Linked DNA regions of Mus musculus: region 1 is linked to region 2. Evidence: chromatin contacts called from public promoter capture Hi-C data. All regions are on one chromosome and are shown on one strand. Each heading gives the region's core, a stretch centred on a gene start, on an enhancer-like site or on the middle of the called end of the contact. The rest is flanking DNA. Distances are from core to core; before and after follow the strand shown.

The links. Promoter capture Hi-C pulls out the DNA fragments that hold promoters and counts their contacts.
Region 1: a contact with region 2 is called in a promoter capture Hi-C map of pre-B cells. The contact joins the promoter of Uqcrfs1 here to the promoter of Mrs2 in region 2. A contact is called at or near these places in 3 of 39 promoter capture datasets (cranial neural crest, pre-B cells and second pharyngeal arch cranial neural crest) and 1 of 115 datasets of contacts at active chromatin or transcription factors (astrocytes).

What each region holds. Positions count from the first base shown.
Region 1 is chr13:30,541,969-30,547,865 of GRCm38.p6, forward strand. It overlaps Uqcrfs1 (ubiquinol-cytochrome c reductase, Rieske iron-sulfur polypeptide 1), which reads right to left and starts at 3,348. Exons shown (of 2, transcript NM_025710.2): 1 at 3,066-3,348. The coding sequence starts at 3,279.
Region 2 is chr13:25,018,114-25,023,516 of GRCm38.p6, forward strand. It overlaps Mrs2 (MRS2 magnesium transporter), which reads right to left and starts at 2,204. Exons shown (of 11, transcript NM_001013389.2): 1 at 1,969-2,204; 2 at 407-480. The coding sequence starts at 2,131.

The sequences.
Region 1 (5,897 bases), core at 2,098-4,597, 5.5 Mb after region 2:
ACTGTTTGCATAAACTTTGAAAGCAGAAGTGACATGTCCTCTCTCTTATGCCATTTGTAAATATCTGACAAAAGAATGGACTACTGGCATGATTCTAACTATGTTTAGAAAGTATTTCCTCATAAAATAATAGATATAACAGTTATATGTATGAAAATATGAACCCTTGCAAAATGTATGTTTTAGGAACTACCACCACATTTACTTTTTTAGGGTAAAAAAGAAGGATGTTAAAAACTGTTAAAGGTGTGCGTGGTGGCGCACACCTTTAATCCCAGCACTCGGGAGGCAGAGGCAGGCCAATTTCTGAGTTCGAGGCCAGCCTGGTCTACAAAGTGAGTTCCAGGACAGCCAGGGCTACACAGAGAAACCCTGTCTCAAAAAAAAAAAAAAAAAAAAAAAGAAAGAAAGAAAGAAAGAAAAAAGGAAAAAAAGAAAAAACTTTTATTTTCAGGAAAAAAGTTTTCAAAACAAAGATCTACTCATAACATACAATGCCACTGAACGTGGCATTACTATCTTGGTCTTTAAAGGTCTCATCCTAAGAGACCTCAATACCCAAATATTAATATTTCACCTACTTTTTACATGAGTTCAAAGTGAGTAACTTTATGGAAGTCACAAATTCAAACAAGAATGAAAACTATCAAAATTACATTTCTGATAACCCTATCATTTTGGGGGAGGAACCAAGATGTGTAGTGACAACCTAAGAGTCACAATTTGGACTTTTCGGACTCACATCACATGAACTATGTATTACCCTACCTAATATCAATGTGATGGTGTTAACTGGCATTTGGAATCAAGTAAGAATTACTCCTCCAGGACAATGCCTGGAATCACTCTTAAAAAAAAAAAAAAAAAATGTTGCATACCTAAAACAGAAAGGAGCCAAGTTCAGAGTTTTACACTCAACAGCAGCCACAACCACCACCTCCTAACAATACAAGGTAACTAAAAACACTACACAGAATGACTCATTTGCAAGAGTTTTGGTGACAAAAAAATCCAGTTATCAACTGTTCTCTGTACAGCAAGTTACACATCACCATTATCAATCAAGGGACCTTTAGGAAATTGTTTCAAAAGTCATTTCCTATATAATTTGCACAAGTTGTATTAAGCATAGGTGCTTAATTTAATTCCAACATGATACATGATCAGTTATTGAAATATCACCTCAAAATAGAGGAAATCTAAGGCAGGTAAACTTTTCGTAGTTGTAAAGCCAAGGTACCTAGAAATCTGCATGAAAGAGATTTTCCCATATGCAGACATTTTCCTCCACACACTCTCAATCTGAATCCACCCATTCTGTCACTACCTATCTTTCCATAGTCACCCAGATGGATTTTAACGGGCAATTAAGCTACGATGTAAAGTATGATTTCAGGAAAGGTTTTGGCTTTGTTTCTACATTGTCTGGTTTGGAAAATGCTTTCATGAAGCAGGCACACCACCAATTTTTATCAGAAACCTTTCGGCTATCTGACAAACTGAAGTAACGCTTTCACCTCTGCAATTTTCTCTTCCTCACTTCTTACCTACTGATCCCCTAACCCAAACAGACTCAGAACAAGGTAAGTTATTACACTTCTGTCCTGAAAAGTTTTTCAAAGACCCAATAGTGCCCCTTCACATTTACCCTGAAAAAAGATCTTGACTCAAATGTATACAAAACCTGATAATGGGAGACAAAAACTAAGGAGCTATTATTCTACCGCTTTAAACCAAGGCCAGAAGTCTCAACAATAGAGAGGAGAGTGTCAACATGCTATAATGACATCAAGATATCAGCAAAAGTAAACTTTGTAATCTGACCTGACATTAAGGTTAATGGCTAAAATAGAGATAAACAGCAAACCCAGTGGGGATCATTAAAAATCTGCAGGAAAAGCTAACCATGGTGGCTCTGGGAAGACAGTCAGGAAGACCTTGAGTCTGAGGACAGCCTAGGATACATAGTGAGACCCTGCCTCAAAGAGAGGCAGGACAGACAGACAGAGAGGCAGGATTAGAATGAATGCAGAGTGAAAAGCTGTCTAAGAAGGCAATTTGGTTGACATGTAGAAAGGTCATAAACTCAACCCCAAGCAGTGCCAAGTAGGTAATACACTGAACAATCATAGTATGTTACTTTGCTTGGTATAGAGGAGAAAGCTATATGGATGCGATCTTCATTCTTTTAAAGTGAATGATATTTCTAAACTCAATGGTCCCTGTGAACTTGAAATCAAGGTTTAATCTACTTGAAAAAGTGAAGAGTCAGTCAACTATCGGAGCAGAAACCAAACGAGCCCAGTGCAGCTTCCCACATTTCAGGAGACACCAGAAAGCTTTCTAGATTTTTAAGTCACAAGGGAATGTGAAGCAGACTTAGATAAACTAGGAAGAGACCGCACTGCATAGATTCCCACTGTGTGGGTCACTTCACCTCTGTTTTCTGTATTAAAAAAAAAAAAAAGTATCATTTCTGACTGCCTCGCCTTCACGACTAAGTAAGATTATGAAAGCCGTAGAGCCTGGTATCTGAAACCACTGCTGATCCCCTACAGTGGAACTGACAGGGCTGGTTTTGTGTCTATAGGGATGGGGCTGCTAGGGAGTTAAGATGCTGAAAAGCGACTGTACCAGTACACTGACAACTTCCTACATGGTTGTTTCAATTTCTATTTTGAACACTTATCGTCTAAACCGTACCAATGGCTTTACATAGAATTCTCTAGTGTAAGACTCACAACACCCCTACAAAGTTGTGGTAACATCGAGGAAACTTGCCCAAGGTCAAATTCCTGTAACTAACAGTATCTTAGCCATGATACAGGGAGGCCGATCTTAATCAAGAAAGTCAAGTGAAGCCTGAGGAGGGAACCCAGACTGACGTGCAGACCGGCTCCTGACTCCTGGGGGATGCAGCTACGGGAGCATCCCGTCACCGTGAGCCCGCCTGCTCCGGGGAGCGCTCGGCCTGCCAAGGTAGCCGCGGCCGGCCCACCACATCCCAGCACACCGCCCTCCGCCGCCGCAGGGAACGAGATCGGGGTACTCCGAAGCCGGCTCACCGTTCAGGCCCACCGTGGCCACCAAAGGCCGGGCTGCGGCCTGGCCACTCAGGGACTCGCGGCACAGGAAGGGTCGCTTCACATCCAGAACAGGTGGCTCCGAGGCGGCGGGCACCGCGCCTTGCAGCAGAGGACGCAGCGCGCCCGCCACCCCGCGGGAAGTGGCCGATAGGACGGGCGCGAACGGGCCCGAGCGGGCGGCGACCGACAACATGGCGACAGCTGCTCAAACCACCTCGTCGGTCACAGGGACGACCTTTCGTTCGAACGACGGCCCGAAGAGGAGCGGGAGGCGCAGGGTTTGTGACGTCAGCGCGACGCCGGAAAGGGCGTTTCGCAAGGTTGAGCGAATCGGGAGGGACGCCGCGTTGGGGGCGTGGCTTCGGGCGCAGGTTGGGGCCCGGGCAGGAAAGGGCAGGGCCTGGAGACACTCTGGTGTCTGACTCGGTCGCCCTGCCCCAGGAAAACCGAAGTCGGGAGGGATTTCTTGTGGTCGTGATTGAGATCCTTCATTTAGGGCAAAACCTTAAATCGGGGACGACCGAGGCATGAGAAAAAAAAAAACAACAGGCTACTACTACTTCCTAACGCCTATCACCTAGAATAAATACCAACCGCTTTTTGTCTTTTGCCAAGACGATTTTGATCTTCTTACAACAAAAGAGCCAGAAACCTATATGCAAGGTTTGACAAAAACAAAACAAAACAAAACAAAACAAAACGGTGGCTTACGATTATTCATGATCTACTACGCTTTTGATTTGGTAGTTTCCTTCGTTGTTCATTTGTAATTATGATCTTGATGAAATAACACTATTGATACCAGCATTTTACCAGTGAAGGACCTGGTCCTTAGACCCTTTGCTCTGCATAGATTGCCAGGAAGCAGTGGAGTATTGTAGACCCCTGAGGGGTTTTTGTTTGTTTGTTTGTTTGTTTGTTTCTGAACAAGTGGGGTTTCCCAAGTGATGTTCAGCAGTACAAAAGGGAGGGACTCTTACTCTCCTTCACATAGTGAGAAAACTGCCAACTTTCTAACTTCTCTTTCAGTTCTGACTACACCACTAACAAAGTCTCTGTGAGGTGCTAATAAACGTTAATCCCTCTTACACTTGAAAATCTCCACTTTTCCAAGTAGAACAAACCTTGATTTCAAGTTCACACAGACAATTGAGTTTAGAGATGGCATTCACTTTCAAAGAATGAAGTTCTCATCCATACAACTTTCTCTATACCAAATACTTCGTTTATTCTTTTAGGGTTTAAAAAGAAAAAACAGTAAAAAAAAAAAACTAAGAATTTAAGCACTGCACACTCTGGCATGATTGTGATATGATGCTTGTATAATACATGGACTCTAGGACCTTGGCTGGTTTCTAAACCTTTGGAATTGTAAAACAATGTAGTTGTGTTGTTTTAAGACACTATGTTTGTTATAGCAGCAATGTAAAACAACACCCAGGAGATCCGGGCCCTCACAGAGGAATGATTGCAGGTGTCCTTAGCCAGGGAGGATACTTGCTGCCTAGTCTGGGTCCTTTCTTGTCACTGTCACTTCATTCAGTTATGTTCTGAACAGGGACAGGACCTGGGATAACCCCAGAGAAGCATGCACTCCATGTAGATCTCACCTAAGGAACCAGGAGTGAATATCCACCATGGCAGAGATCAATCTAACCTTTTCTCTCTCAGCTGAATCTCCAGATGGAAGTCTTCACCCCAAACTGCCCCTGCCTGTGGCTCTGTCTCATGATGGAACCAAATCCCCAGCTAGATGCCAACTGCTGCTGGTGGTGCCAGTGCTTGACAAGAGATGGACCATGGAGCTTTCCAGATGCATATGACACCATATACATCTGAGCTGGCCCTGGACAGACAGCCTCAGCTGAGAAACCACCCAACAAGGACGAGCCAGGGCCAGGCATAGGTCTGTTCGTCATCAGTTTTTGAGGATGTCAGAGGCCAGTTCTCCTACAAGAGCCAGGATGGCCCATTGCATCTTACTGAAACGTTTTCAAGCTTTGGGCTTCAGACCTCTGACTTGGGTTCAGTTCACCTGCTTTTCAAAACTAACAGAAACCTGCTAAGTTCCTTTCCTACTGTTGCTATCTTGGTTGTGCTGCTATCACTAAATTTCTAAGACTAGTTAGTTACTTATATGTGTTTGCATTTGTGTCCTCTACACACCATGGCACAAGTGTCCCATCCTGTACATTTGGAGGTCAGGGGACACCTTGTGGGAGTCGGTCCTCTCCTATCTCACAGGTCTTGAGGATAGACCTCAGATAGACCATCCACCTTTACCTGCTGAACCATCTCACCAGCCATTTTCTTTAAAATTTCTTGAGACTGGATAATTTTCAAAGAATCAAAAAAAAAAAAAAAGCTTCTTATAGATCTGGAAACTGGAAGTCCACGATGAAGGGACCACCAGTAGGGAGAGTTGGCTGACCAGTACAACTCCCTTCTTCAAAGAAGGTGTCCTATTGCTGTGTTCTCTGTAGGAAGGATACTGTGTCCATACATGGTAGAAGATGAAGCAACACAAGGGAACAGGTTCCCTCAGTCAACTCCTCAAACCCTGACCTCCTAGTGATGTTGCTTTGGGATTAAATATTAAGACAGATTTTGTAGAGTGCAAATCACTCATGCTGAAGAAGCTGCCTATTGTCTGTCTGTCTGCCTTTGTTTTTCCTTTTTGAAAAGAAGACACTTTCAGTCTGATAACTTATTTTCTTATTCAAGGAAACAGAAATCTAAATAAACTAAAGCCCACGGAATTTTATCACCGGTCTAAGTTGGACCAGGACCCAGACCAAAGTGCAATTAGGC
Region 2 (5,403 bases), core at 954-3,453:
AGAGCCAGGCGGACAAGTTCAAGATCACCCTAGACCACATAGCAAGTCTGAAGTGAGCTAAGTTACATTAGACTTGTTCTCCCTCCAACCCCTTCTCCCCAGCCTCCAACCCCTTCTCCCCAGCCCCCTGAAAAAAAAGAAAAGAAAAGAAACATGCTTCTGGTGGAAGCCTTTAACACGTACTACAAAAACACCTTAATTTTATCGACAAGGGGAAAACGTCTGAGCTGTCATTGGAAGAGCCTGTTCCGTATAGCCAGAACCCCAGTCATCAGCAAAGCTTCAAGACTTCCTCTAGACCAATCTCTCAGGAGCTTGGGTCACTGGCCAAACACAGCACAGAGGCAAATACCTCCTCTGACTCCAACCCTGTGAACTGGCAAGTGATTGGACGCTGCGTACTCACCACAGCAAACACCTGGGCCACGCTGGCTAAAGTGGCTTGAGAGGCATCCGAGGTTCTAAACCGGAGCACATCACCTGAGAACAAAGGAGAGAATGAATGGCCCGTGCTAACCCATTTTCTTGGAGGGGAAACTGTAGCTCTAATAGTCCATGGAGCCTTAAGAAGACACTTGTTTGGTTAGGCTTCCAGCTAATCATTCTATCCATCTTCTTACCCACCACTTCCATGTACTAAACTCATACAACTTGTTAACTGAGGTCTGTCTGTCCTTGCTCTGTGATTAGAAAGGTCAGTTGGGGCTGGGGCAACCAGTGCCTGTCTAAAATGCACAAGGCCCTGGGCTTTGTCCAAAGCACTGTACAAAAGTAATAAAATAACACTTACATTTGTTTATTGGGTGTGTTTGAGTACTGTGGAAGTCAGAAGTCTATTCTCTCCTTCTACCATGTAAGCTCTAGGGACAAGAGTCACAAGTTAAGTTCCTGGGTCTTACAGACCACTTGGTTCCCAAGTATTATCAAGGGAGGAAAAAAGCTTGTGGCAAAAGACCTGGGTGTGGGGAAGGGGGTGTTGACTGACAGCAGCTCATTATGGGAAAAATTTAAGTACAATTCAAAAAAGAGTAGTAGCCCAAACCACTCTTGTCAGGACTGTTTCTGTGCAGTCACATTTGTGGAAAACGCTGTCCTCAGGTTTCACCAAAGCATCAGCAAAGAAAGACTCCTCTGTCTTCCCCCAGCGTTTTTTGCTCCCTTGGCTGGCTACTTGCAGAGTAGACTTCGCCAAGGGTTAATTAATGCTCATCACTGGCTTCACATTCAAACTCAGTTCTAGGAATTCCCTACTTTATTCCAAGGCAACTATGTAACTGTATCAATGTGCCCAGAAGAAAGTAACATAATAAACAGAATTAATAACACCCCAACCTTGCTAATTGTAGCTTCCTGCTGCCCAACATCGACTTTGGTCTGGGCTCCACAGCAGAGTTTCAAGCCAGCTTGGATTACTGTGAGACCACGACTCGAAACAAACAAAACTCCCACCTAACAGAATTCTGGGACACGAAAATAGAAGGGAGCATAAGGAAGTAAAAGGGCCAGTAGGATGAGGGGGTTTCAGGAAAAAGTATGTATAAAAGTGCTGTCATAAACCCTTTACTTTGGGCTGAGCAGATGGCCAGCAAAATGCATGCCGCCAAGCCCTGCGTTAAGACAACTGATTCGAGCAAGCTGTCATCTGACCTCCACATACAAACTCAGAGAAGGCCGTTTAAATGCTAATTTTAAAACAATAACAAAACAAACGAAAGTAGCCAATGAGGCGGTTAACGCTTCTAACGGCTTCATTCAGAAGGATGAGACCGGACTGCTGTCAATTGGCGGCCAGCCTGGGCAACACAAGGAGACCCTGTCCCAATAAGCAAGAAACCGCAATCAAGTCCTCGCAGTGCTGGCCGGAGCACTGAGGGCCGGGTGAGCCCGGCAAGGCCGAGCGGCGGTGAGGATGGCGGGGCCAAGGGCAGGCGGGACAGAGGCCGCCGGGGCCCCGCGGGACGCGCGTACCTGCAGCGCGGGCTGTGCTCGACGCTTTCGGGCTCCGGGAGCGCAAAGGGGTCGCGCGGCCGCCGCAGGCAGCGAGGCTCAGGCGCGCGACCGCCGTCCACAGGGCCCTCCGGGGCTGCGCGGCGCGGGGCAGCAGCCCGGGCAGGCAGCGCAGGCATTCCATGGCGCGCGGGCAACCGGGAAGCCGCCCCAGGACGCCGGTCCGACATGCCGGAACTCGGGTCAACCGGCTCACCGCGACAACCGCGCACCGCGCCTGCGCGAGCCGTCCCGCGCCTGCGCGCTGCCGTCCACGCATGCTCCGGCGTGGTGTCTGGTGACTGCCGACCCGGTCTGCGTCCGTAACAGAGCCAGGACGTGCAAGTGTGAAGGTAGACTGACCAAAGCAGCTCAGCTCCGAAAGTGTCCATTGTTTCGAGGAGCTGCGGATTGATTCTACTTTCTGGAAAGGTCCCCTATGTATCTATGTATGCACAAATATACAGTTGGGAGATGAGGAAGTTACCACTATTAGTAAATCAAATAAGTTTTATTTAAGGCTACTGTGTTTAAAACTCACTTTGAAGGGACAGTGCGTTAAGCTTTTGCTGTAGAACAAGGAAAAGCCCAAGCGAGCAGTGTGCTGGCGCATAGCTGCAATCCCTCCAGAGTTCAAGGTCATTCTTAACTAGAGTGTAAGGCCAGTCTGCACTACTTGATATCAGTCTAGTTAATCACACCCCTCAGCCCGCCCCCAGAGAAAATAAATATTTGTCAATAGACTTGTTGTTTACATCACAATACTAAAGACAGACTTGAGTTTCAGAACTTTCTTCACTGATATATGAACATGGAGCTATGGGGATGTTGGACTATTTATCTTGCCGGGCACTAAGGATTGAGTAGAACAGTGGGAAGCTGTGGACAAAAGGAAAGTTCCAGAAGAGACCATGGATGTTTGGCTTGGACACCGAGAGCTAGAAGTACTTTAAGCATTGCTAGTAGGACGAGCCTTGAATGTACAGAAAGGACATGATAGAGGTTTCACTTCATTAGAACTTTGATGTGCTAAATCTTTGAAAAACATGTGCCAGGAAATAGTCATTCAAGAAAAATAATTATTTAAAAAACACTTCATTGCCGCCGCCCCCTACCCCGCACCATGACATGACCTTTGAAAAACATTGGGCAAGTGCTGGCAGCTGTTCAGACACATGGTCTTGTTAATAGTCCAATTTATGTTTATTGGTTTTTTGTTTTATTTTGTTTTGTTTTTCGAGACACGGTTTCTCTGTGTAGCCCTGGCTGTCCTGGAACTCACTCTGTAGACCAGGCTGGCCTTGAACTCAGAAATCCGCCTGCCCCTGCCTCTCGAGTGCTGGGATTAAAGGCGTGCGCCAACCATGCCCGGCTTTATTTAGGTTTTTAAAAGCAGGGTTAGGACATTGAACAGAACACCTTGGACATGTCAGGCCAATGTGGCACGTTGTTACTCAGGACTCAAAACTGTCTGAGCAGTAAAGCACATATTAGGTCATTGTATCCAGCCCTAGAATTAGCACCAAATCTAGGACTTTTCTCCACCATGAAGTTGTTAAAAGAAAAGGTAAAGCCACTGCAAATTAAGGGAGAAAATGGACAAACAGCACATCAGGTTAACTGCAACAAGACAAAACGAAAAACCAACCAAACCAACCAACCAACAAACAAACCAACAAACAAACAAACAAAAACAAAAACAAAAAAACCCACCCATGACTATAGTATTCTATCTGAAAAAAAAAATCAAACCAACGTCAAGCTGGGTGTAGTGGTATGTGCTATAACCTAAGCCCATGGGAAATGGAAGCTGAGCAACTAGAGTCAAGGCTAGCCTCGGCTACATAGTAAGGTCCAGGCTAGCCTTATCCGAAAAACAAAATCAATCGGTCTCCTGCAGAGGGGATCCATCTTGCCTTGTATCCTAACTAGTCCCCTCTACACCTCAAGGTGGGATTGAACTTTACGCTGCTTAAGCCTCAAGGTGGGGTTGACCGGTAGGATCCGCTTCCAGGGTTAGGGCCTCACATCCTATCCTGCACCTCCTCTAAGCTGCGAAGCTCGGAGATCCCTCTCCTTCTAAGTTCTTTGGGTTGCCTGGCAAAAGCTTATTAAAGATGTAAGAGATCTTTTGGTTTGGGACATTTGGAGTCAACACCAGTGTTCTGGACAATTTTATTTAGAAAGGAGTCATGAGCTACTGACTATGGCAGAGGGCAAAGCTTCCAGACCAAATAAAGTTAACATTTTCTATGCCACATTGAGGCTTTCCTAGGGCAACCCTTTGTGGGGGCTCAGATCTGCTGCTTCTCCTCTTGGTTTGTTCCCAATCCCAGCTCCCAGCCCTAATGATCAGCGTCCTGATAACCCTGACATGTGAGCCATGCATTGCAGGAAGCGGGTGCCTGGTGGCTATGGGCCAGGGCTTGGGGACAGCCACACTTTCTGCAACACTATGCAATTCCTGGAGCACCTGCCAGGATCAAAGCCATGATGGAGCCTGCAGGCCAAGAGCCAGGCCCAACCCTGCTGGCTGGAGAAGCGTTTTGCCCTTAACTTCCCTGGCCACAGTCAGCCCTGTCCCATGGCCTCAGTCTGTCCAGTAGCTCCCATGCCCACTGTCCCTGCCTCCATGGGGCTTGCTAGGGTTTTTATACCTAGAGAAACGTTCCCCTCCCCTCTGGGCCTCCTTTTACTCTGACCTGTGAATATTTTTAACTCTGTAAATAAGACCAGCTCTTGGAAAACAGAGACTATTTTATCAGCTGTCAGTCCTTTTCTTGTTCGATGATGCACCCCACAGGACATTTCTACTCAGGCTCTAAGGAACAAATAAAAGTGTTTTGAAGGTCTTCCACCAGGAAGCCCTCTCAGCTTTCATCATTCAGGGCAGCCGTCATTGGAACTGAAGGCTCCTCTGAGAGGGTTGGCCTTTCTCCCATCTGGTGCTTCCCTCTTTTCAGAGGTGGACAACACCTGGCTTCTTGGGACCTGTTGGGGCAGCTGTTTCCCTTTCGTTGGTTTCTGCAGTAGTAGGAGCTATTGGCTCTTTCAGCTTGCTTATCTCTGGGGTTCCACCACCCTAAGAACTTTATGTATTAAAAAAAGGTTTATTAAGCCCCAAACTTTTGAGGCTGGAAGTCCAAGGCAAGGTGGTTCTGTCAGTTTGGTTTCTGGTGAGGGCTGCCTTGTTCTTGTCACAGCATGGAGGAGGAGGAAGTGGGAGGGGCAGGAGAGATAACTATAACCAGGATGTATGATATGAGAAAAGAATCCATGGTCAATAAAACGAAAAAAGCCCTAAGTGGGGGGGGGGAATCAAAATTTCAAAACTCACATTGCATGCACGTGTAGAAATATTGCAGTGGATCATATTCGTTTGTTAAGTTCTGTGTTTTTCATTTTAAAAATTAACAT